Regions from separate parts of the Macaca mulatta genome. Here region 1 is linked to region 2. Evidence: chromatin contacts called from public Hi-C data. All regions are on one chromosome and are shown on one strand. The core of a region is the stretch at or near the end of the contact, and the rest is flanking DNA. Distances in the headings are between cores, read along the strand shown. Region 1 holds the start of CLP1 (cleavage factor polyribonucleotide kinase subunit 1). Region 2 overlaps CTNND1 (catenin delta 1).

What was found. Hi-C and Micro-C count contacts between places; a contact is called where the count stands out from the background.
Region 1: a contact with region 2 is called in a Hi-C map of blood, with 2.9 times the contacts expected there. The contact joins the promoter of CLP1 here to the enhancer-like site in region 2. A contact is called at or near these places in 2 of 14 Hi-C or Micro-C datasets (CD4 T cells and blood).

Annotation. Positions count from the first base shown.
Region 1 is chr14:15,736,697-15,741,315 of T2T-MMU8v2.0, reverse strand. CLP1 (cleavage factor polyribonucleotide kinase subunit 1) reads left to right here and starts at 1,288. Exons shown (of 3, transcript NM_001194783.1): 1 at 1,288-1,404; 2 at 2,950-3,385; 3 at 4,272-4,619. The coding sequence starts at 2,972.
Region 2 is chr14:15,592,400-15,596,700 of T2T-MMU8v2.0, reverse strand. CTNND1 (catenin delta 1) reads left to right here. Exons shown (of 19, transcript NM_001266516.1): 7 at 3,419-3,882. Among named protein-coding and RNA genes, the nearest start is that of CTNND1, 40 kb to the left of the region's middle. Within about 2 kb of position 1,545, at least 16 of the 40 cell types and tissues checked have an H3K27ac peak or open chromatin away from gene starts, as enhancers often do. A contact at or near this core is called in blood, where this site is marked.

The DNA.
Region 1 (4,619 bases), core at 39-2,538, 140 kb before region 2:
TAAATGTTTACTATTATCATAACTGGACTCAGTTATGTTAATGTTTGGGCAAATCCCTGCACCTATCTTAGTCTCCTCCCCCATCTGAAATTGGATATAATAAAGCTGACTTTACAGGGCGGCTGTGAAAGAAGATGCCTGAAAGGGATCTGAAAAATGTTAAGTATTGCACGAATGAATGGTATTATAGTCCCTTCCCCCCAGCCTATAATAAAAACGTAAAAGCTGACATCAGATTTTTCTGTATTACAGACATCGTACTTAGTACTTTACAGGCACATTCCTGCAATCGTCAAAACAACTTTAGGTTGGGCACTGTTATTATCCCCACTTTGCAGACAAAAAACGATGTCATGCTTGAGCCCAGGAGGTCGAGGCTGCAGTGAGCCATGTTCGCGGCACTGTACTCCAGCCCGGGCGAGAGAGTGAGACGCTGTCTCAAAAATAAAAAGAAAAACAAACAAACAAAAAAGGATCTCAGAGAGATGAAGCCTGTGATTTGCTCAAAGTCACACAGTGATGTAAGCAGTATAGCAAATAATGTAAGATTCCAAAGCCCAAGTTAGTAAAAAGAGGATTATAGACGTGGTGGAGCCTGTTGGCTGAGGGGCAAATGACTGACCTGTAACTGTCAGAGATTTATGGAGGGAAATGAGTGGCCAACAAAAATCCTCGTTTAGTGGGAGAGAGGTTGTTGGGTAATGACTGACTTGTAGCTGGAAGAAATCATCGGATTTTTATTCTTTTATTAAAGAAAAAAATTTTGAAATGCCTTCCATGTGCCAAGCACTGTGTAAGGTGGGAGACAACTACTCGGTGCAACCTCTGTCGGGCTGCTTTCCTCCGCTTTCCCTACCCCTAGGTTTCCCCCTGCCCAAACAGGATTTTGTGCTTCGTGGCTTGTCCAGGCAAGCAGGCCGTCGCGGGACCTAGACCTAGACAGTAAGTCGCCCTCTCTTCCGGGCCTCCCTTCTCTTTCCTGCGCTGCAGGGGAGCAGGAAATCTGGGGCGAGATTCCCGCCGCGGACGCGCACTGCCGAAGCCAGGTCCCTCGACCTGTCGCTGCCCAGCGCGGGGGCGCAACCGCCACGCCTCCTCACCCCTCCCTCCGGCCTCACGAATAATGACGGCCGCCGCCCCTCCCACCCTTGGCGTCAAGTTCAAAACAATCCTTTGACTACAACTCCCAGAAGGCCGAGCGGCTTAGCGAGTGCACCCGCTCTCGGCTGTTCCGGCAAACTACACGTCCCAAAGGGCAGCGTGCGACCGCGTGTCCTTTCATAGCGCAAGTGCGGAACTGCGTTTGTTTCCGGCGTGGGTCTGGGCAAGAACCGCTTGTAGTTTGGTTTGAGTTCTGCACTGGAGGACCTTCTGGGTTTACCTGTTGGGCTCCTGGCTGCGCAGGTGAGTTAAAAAAGGGCAGGAACGCGACTGTCGCCTCCTTGTGGTCCGGGGAGATTTTGGTGTCTGGGGAGGTTGGGACAAATGCTGAACCTAGAGCTGCAGTCCAGGATCAGAAATAATTCATATCGTTTCCTTGTCATTTTCTAGTTTACGAAGTGCTTTTTTTTCCTCCCACAATTCCTATAAACACCAAGAACAACACTGTATTTGAGGAAGTGTAAGTGCTTTCCAGTCGACAGCTTCAAAGGTTCAGAGAAGTTAAGTGATTGTCTAAAGACACTACTAGTAGTTACAGAGCCGAGGCTTATGCTGTTTTCTGAGTTCAAACCCGGTGTTCTTTGCTTTGCATCCGTATTGCAGACGCCCTTTCCTGTTGACTAAGATGATTGGGGTCTGGGCATCTGTTACCTTCTCAAGTCTGGAGTTTACCAATAGAGTGATGGAGGGTGATATAATTAAATCTTCTGTCCATCTGTAGGTATGGTTTTTCTCTGATGTCTGAGACATTAATTCACGCAATGTATTGAGGTGTCTACAGTCTGTCAAGCTCTATTCTAAGTAGTATACAGTAGCAAACAAAAATGCCCAAGTCTTACATTTTGGGATGGGAAGGCGGGGAAAACATAATATATAGTGAGACAGATGGTGATAAGAAATATGGAGAGAATTAAAGCAAGGTAAGGGGAAACATTCATTGTATGTTTTTGTTTTGTTTTGTTTTGTTTTGAGACAGAGCCTAGCTCTGTCGCCCAGGCGGGAGTACAGTGGTGCGATCTCGCCTCACTGCAACCCTGCAACCTCCACCTCCCAGGTTCAAGTGATTCTCCTGACTCAGTCTCCTGAGTAGCTTGGACAACAGGCACTCACCACCATGCCTGGCTAATTTTAGTATTTTTTAGTAAAGACGAGATTTCACCATGTTGGCCAAGCGGGTCTTGAACTCGTGACCTCAGGTGATCTGCCCGCCTTGGCCTCCCAAAGTGCTAGGATTACTGGCGTGAGCCACCAGGCCTGGCCAATTTTTGCATTTTTTGTGGAGATGGGGTTTCACCATGTTGCCCAGGCTGGTCTTGTACTCTTGAGCTCAGGGGATCTGCCCAACTCAGTGCCCCAAAGTGCTGGGATTACAGGCCTAAGCCACTGTGCCTGGCCCATTGGATGATTTCTTTTCTTTTTTTTTTTTTTTTTGAGATGGAGTCTTGCTCTGTTGCCCAGGCTGGCGTGCAGTGGTGCAATCTCGGCTCTCTGCAACCTCTGCCACCTGGGTTCAAGTGATTCTCCTGCCTTGGCATCCCAAAGAGCTAGGATTACAGGCACCCACCACCATGCTCGGCTAATTTTTTTTTTTTTTTGTATGTTTAGTAGAGACGGGGTTCACCATGTTGGCCAGGCTAGTCTTAAACTCCTGACCTCAAGTGGTCCAGCCACCTCAGCTTCCCAAAGTGCTGGGATTACAGGCATGAGCCACCACACCTGGCCCCATTGGATGTTTTTGTAACAGAGGACTGACTTACAATTGGGTCTGATATTTAATTTGTGTTCTAGGCGCAGCAGCTACACAGAAGAGATGGGAGAAGAGGCTAATGATGACAAGAAGCCAACCACTAAATTTGAACTAGAGCGAGAAACAGAACTTCGCTTTGAGGTGGAGGCATCTCAGTCAGTTCAGTTGGAGTTGTTGACTGGCATGGCAGAGATCTTTGGCACAGAGCTGACCCGAAACAAGAAATTCACCTTTGATGCTGGTGCCAAGGTGGCTGTTTTCACTTGGCATGGCTGTTCTGTGCAACTGAGCGGCCGCACTGAGGTGGCTTATGTCTCCAAGGACACTCCTATGTTGCTTTACCTCAACACTCACACAGCCTTGGAACAGATGCGGAGGCAAGCGGAAAAGGAAGAAGAGCGAGGTCCCCGTGTGATGGTAGTGGGCCCCACTGATGTGGGCAAGTCTACAGTGTGTCGCCTTCTGCTCAACTATGCAGTGCGTTTGGGCCGCCGTCCCACTTATGTGGAGCTGGATGTGGGCCAGGGTTCTGTGTCCATCCCTGGTACCATGGGGGCCCTCTACATTGAGCGACCTGCAGACGTGGAAGAGGGTTTCTCTATCCAGGCCCCTCTGGTGTATCATTTTGGTTCCACCACTCCTGGCACCAACATCAAGCTTTATAATAAGGTCAGAGCCAGAGAAAGGTGAAGTGGAGGGAAGGGTTGCTATCAGGGTAGGAAACTGGGGAAGTTTACTAGTTTACACTGCATTTTCTCAGCTGGTATTTCTGCTGCATTACTTCAGAAAAGGCAGTTCCAAATATAAGTCAGTCTCAGATTGTTAAACATTTCTGTGGATCTATTCTTAGTAATTTGTTAGATTTTTACTTACGGCATAATACAGGAGGTAGAAGCAGCAACATAAAAATTAAATCCATGTTATGTTGTCAAAACTACAGCCATTAAAAGTGTCAGTTTTTCAGGCTGGGTGCAGTGGCTCATGCCTGTAATCCCACAACCTGGGAGGTTGAGGCAGGTGGATCACCTGAGGTCAGGAGTTGGAGAGCAGCCTGGCCAACATGGTGAAACCAAAACCTCATCTCTCCTGAAAATACAAAAATTAGCCGGGCGTGGTGGCCAGTGCCTGTAATCCCAGCTGTTCGGGAGGCTGAGGCAGGAGAATCACTTGAACCCGGGAGGTGGAGGTTGCAGTGAGCTGAGATCGCATCACTGCACTCCAGCCTGGGCAACAGAGTGAGACTCCATTTCCAAAAAAAAAAAGTCATTTTTCTTATATCTAAAAGCACTTATTCTAAAGAGGAACAAAGTAGCCATGGGTTTGTCTGGGTTTTTTGTTCTTACCTGGATCCTCTCTTTTGCAGATTACATCTCGTTTAGCAGATGTGTTCAACCAAAGGTGTGAGGTGAACCGAAGGGCATCTGTGAGTGGCTGTGTCATTAACACCTGTGGCTGGGTCAAGGGCTCTGGTTACCAGGCTCTGGTGCATGCAGCCTCAGCTTTTGAGGTGGATGTCGTTGTGGTTCTGGATCAAGAACGACTGTACAACGAACTGAAACGGGACCTCCCCCACTTTGTACGCACCGTGCTGCTCCCTAAATCTGGGGGTGTGGTGGAGCGCTCCAAGGACTTCCGGCGGGAATGTAGGGATGAGCGTATCCGTGAGTATTTTTATGGATTCCGAGGCTGTTTCTATCCCCATGCCTTCAAT
Region 2 (4,301 bases), core at 296-2,795:
AGCCTGGGCAACAGAGTGAGACTGTCTCAAAACAAAACAAAACAGAGTTGAAGGTTTTAGGAATACAGGACCAAAAGAGACAGTTAAGGATATATATAAGAACTTTCTTGTGGTGTTTTTAATCCCAAAGTTAAAAACAAACTTTGACCTCACAAGGGCCTTGACATTCTGTGCTTAGGGTCTTATTATTTGATTGTAAAGTGAAATTGTGGTGGCATCCTTGAGTGGGGGTTGGGGGGTACGTTAGCAACACTCTGAAAGGTCACTAAGCAGCTGCCTACTCTGACTTTACTACTTGTCCCTGGAGATTTCTTTGGTGATGTGAAAAAAGGAGTGATTGATGTTTGGACTGGTATATGGTTTGCCTTGTTGCCTTGAGAGAATGCTTTAGAATGGGGTCGACAGACCCCTGGAAAGGACCATGTAGAACTATTTTAGGCTTTGCAGGCCATGTATCATCTTTGTCATATGTTGTTGTTCTTTTTTTCAAACAATCTTTTAAAAATATAAAAAGCATTCTGGGGGTGTACAAAAACAGGTTTGGCCCATGGGCTGCCAATGCTGCTTCAGAATAAATTAGAAACAGTGTTTTCCACGCAAAGAGAAATGATAAGAAACAAGGGATGCCGGGCGCGGTGGCTCAAGCCTGTAATCCCAGCACTTTGGGAGGCCGAGGCGGGCGGATCACAAGGTCAGGAGATCGAGCCCACAGTGAAACCCCGTCTCTACTAAAAATACAAAAAATTAGCCGGGCACGGTGGCGGGCGCCTGTAGTCCCAGCTACTCAGGAGGCTGAGGCAGGAGAATGGCGGGAACCCGGGAGGCGGAGCTTGCAGTGAGCCGAGATCACGCCACTGCACTCCAGCCTGGGCAACAGCGTGAGACTCCGTCTCAAAAAAAAAAAAAAAAAAAAAAAGAAGGGATGATTTATGGTTGTCTTGATGGTAAGGATATCCTAGCAGCTGTTGCTGAATTTCTCTATATGGGGTCATGACCTTTTAAAGCAAATGCCTTGGTGCTAATTTTCTTCATATATTAGGTAGCTTTGGTTAAGAGTGAACAGGGCTGGGCCCAGGGGTAGAGGCCCCATTATCTAAGACTGAGTCACTCACCTTTCAGGTGTCTTGGATAGCTAATCCAACTCCCATGTGAGTCATTTTTATTCCTCCAGGAGCACCAGACCTCGGCTGGTGCAACCTAGAACAGTGGTAGATAACAGCCATCATTGAAGCAGTCTGTCCAGGGTGTTGGCTCTACTGCAAGTCTGCTTTTTCTGACTTCCTCATTAGTAAAGAGTGATTGGACCCAGATGGGTGTGGGTGGCCAGGTCATTCTCTGCCGTCCCTAGTTGTGCTAGTTCACATAGAGTTTTGGGCCGTTCTTGGGTTTGTTCCAGGGTAGCAATGGACTTGGAAACCTGCTTGACTAGCAAGAATATTTGCTGCTTCCTGTTCCAGGCTAGAAGAGTAATACGAGGTCAAACTTAAACAGTGAGGCAGTGATTAGTGGAAAAAGCACTGAACCCTGAGACCTTGGTTCTAGTTGTGCCTTTGCCACTAGCTAAGTAGCCTCAAGCAAGTCATTTGGTCTTCCTGGGCACAGCTTTGTTACTTGTAAAACAGAGGAAAGAATGCCCAATCCACTGCCTCTATATAGAAAAAGATATAAGATAGAGTTATTTGGAAATTTTGGTTATGGTAATTGTTCTTATAATTTTGTATATTAATAATAGAGGTTAAGCATGTTCAATACGGAGCCTGAAAAACCCAGAAAAGCATACCATCTATTAATAAAGAACCACTGTTAACATTTTGGTGCATATCCTTTGAGGTTTTTTTATTGTACATGTAACTGTATCCTATTTTCCCTCTACAAAAAGGGAATCTTAACATACTGCTCAATAGCCTACTTTTAAAACTTAGCTATCTAAGCTATTCATTTTGTTTCTGTGTTTGTTTGTTTGTTTGTTTTTTGAGATGGAGTCTTGCTCTGTTGCCCAGGCTGGAGCGCAGTGGTGCGATCTTGGCTCACTGCAACCTCCACCTCCTGGGTTCAAGTGATTCTCCTGCCTCAGCCTCCCAAGTAGCTGGGATTACAGGTGCCCACCACCACGCCCAGCTAATTTTTATATTTTTAGTAGAGATAGGGTTTTGCCATGTTGGCTATGCTGGTCTTGAACTTCTGACCTCAGGTAATCCGCCCACCTCAGCCTCCCAAAGTGCTGGGATTACAGATGTGAGCCACCACGCCTGGTCCTGTTTCCGTGTTATTTTAAGACCATCTTGGTCATGTTTTACTAAATACTTTGTCCATCTGAATCACTGTTGCATAGTTGATGTTGATACCTGTGAGGCAGCCCTTCTGCTCAGGGCAACTTTGAGTATTTGGTGACAGTGGGAGTGGTTTTGTAGAACAAACAACGGCTTATTTGGAGAGCTCCACACAATAGATTCTCCTCTCCTGTGGGAGCCAGAAGAGATGAGCTCACAGATAATGGGTTTCTTTCTTCCTGGTAGTTATGAATAAATAATAGTGTGACAGACTCACCCTCTAGTGGTTGTTGGTAGTACTGAAACAGGAAGAATTGTCTCCTGGTTTGATTTTTCTTACTTTCAATTGCTTTCTCTGTTCCTAGTGGCTGGGCTTCCCAAATGTGATGTTGGTGAATAGGCTCAATTTTGAAAGAACTGGAGGTACTGTCTTTAGAAATTGGAGGATGGAATCTTACCACTAACACATTTGTTGAGTAGCAGACATGACCTTGGGATGACTGTGAAAATTACTTTTCAAGTTTATACCTCATCAGTACCAAACCCAGATCCTCCTATAATGTAGCAGGAAGCCCTTTATTAGTTTTTCTCTATCAATCCATCTTTTATAATTTCCAAAATAGGATAAGGAGAAGCTTAAATATGAAATGCATTTAAAGGTCTTAACCCGCCAGTTGTTTCCTGTGTGTAAATGCCTAATTTCCTGTTTGGTTAAGGAACTGTTCTCAGACTTCTGTGGCATTGAGTCAGTTGCTTTGGTTAATTCTGCTTTTTGAGAGTTTATCCTGATCTCTACCTAGAAAAGTTAATAGCTGTCAGGTATCATTCAAGTAAATGATAAATAATAAGGATTTGGTTCTTTCTTTTTGATTAGCCTCTCCTGAATGCTTGTTACTTTCTAAGCCTGCAGACTTCAAAGAAAAAAGTGTAGTTTTAATTAAATTGTAGGTGCCTTTAAGATTATTACCTTTTATTTTTCCTAACCCATTGAGGAAAATTGATCAGTATATTATTCATGTAAAGGAGAGAGAAGATGAGCACACTGAAACTCCAGTTAATCCTGCTTTGCAGATGAGGGTAATGGGAATGTCCAGGAAGCTAGCCATAATGACTTGATGTATTCTCTTGGTTATTCCAAAACTTCTCAGGAGCTACGAAGACATGATTGGTGAGGAGGTGCCATCGGATCAATACTATTGGGCTCCTTTGGCCCAGCATGAGCGAGGAAGTTTAGCAAGCTTGGATAGCCTGCGCAAAGGAGGGCCCCCACCTCCTAATTGGAGACAGCCAGAGCTGCCAGAGGTGATCGCCATGCTTGGATTCCGCTTGGATGCTGTCAAGTCCAATGCAGCTGCATACCTGCAACACTTATGCTACCGCAATGACAAGGTGAAGACTGACGTGCGGAAGCTCAAGGGCATCCCAGTACTGGTGGGATTGTTAGACCATCCCAAAAAGGAAGTGCACCTTGGAGCCTGTGGAGCTCTCAAGAATATCTCTTTTGGACGTGACCAGGATAACAAGATTGCCATAAAAAACTGTGATGGTGTGCCCGCCCTTGTGCGATTGCTCCGAAAGGCTCGTGATATGGACCTTACTGAAGTCATTACCGGTGAGTTCTAGGCCTAAGGAAAATTGCTAAGTCACTGTTACTCTCTAGTGATGTTAAGAACTAGAGGGATTTCCAGACCTTTTACTTTTGATGAAAGGTTGTGAACTGGTGGCCTTGGGTCAAATCCATCTCACAGATTTGTTTGGATCACACAGCATTTTTGAAATTTTAAAGAACTGGTTGCTGATGTTTAAAATTCAGAAGATTTCACTTAAAATTCCAGATTCTTGGCTTCTATTAAAAATGTGGAAAAGTTGTTAACAATGGATCTCTTTTCTTTCCTAGCAGTATTTGGTCTGAACTGATTGGAGCATGTGTTCTCTAATTTACACTAATCTCCAACACATTCTATTATCTGACCAACTACAGCCGTTTAGGATGTTGTTTCCCAAACATGGAGCTGTCAACTGCTATTTTTT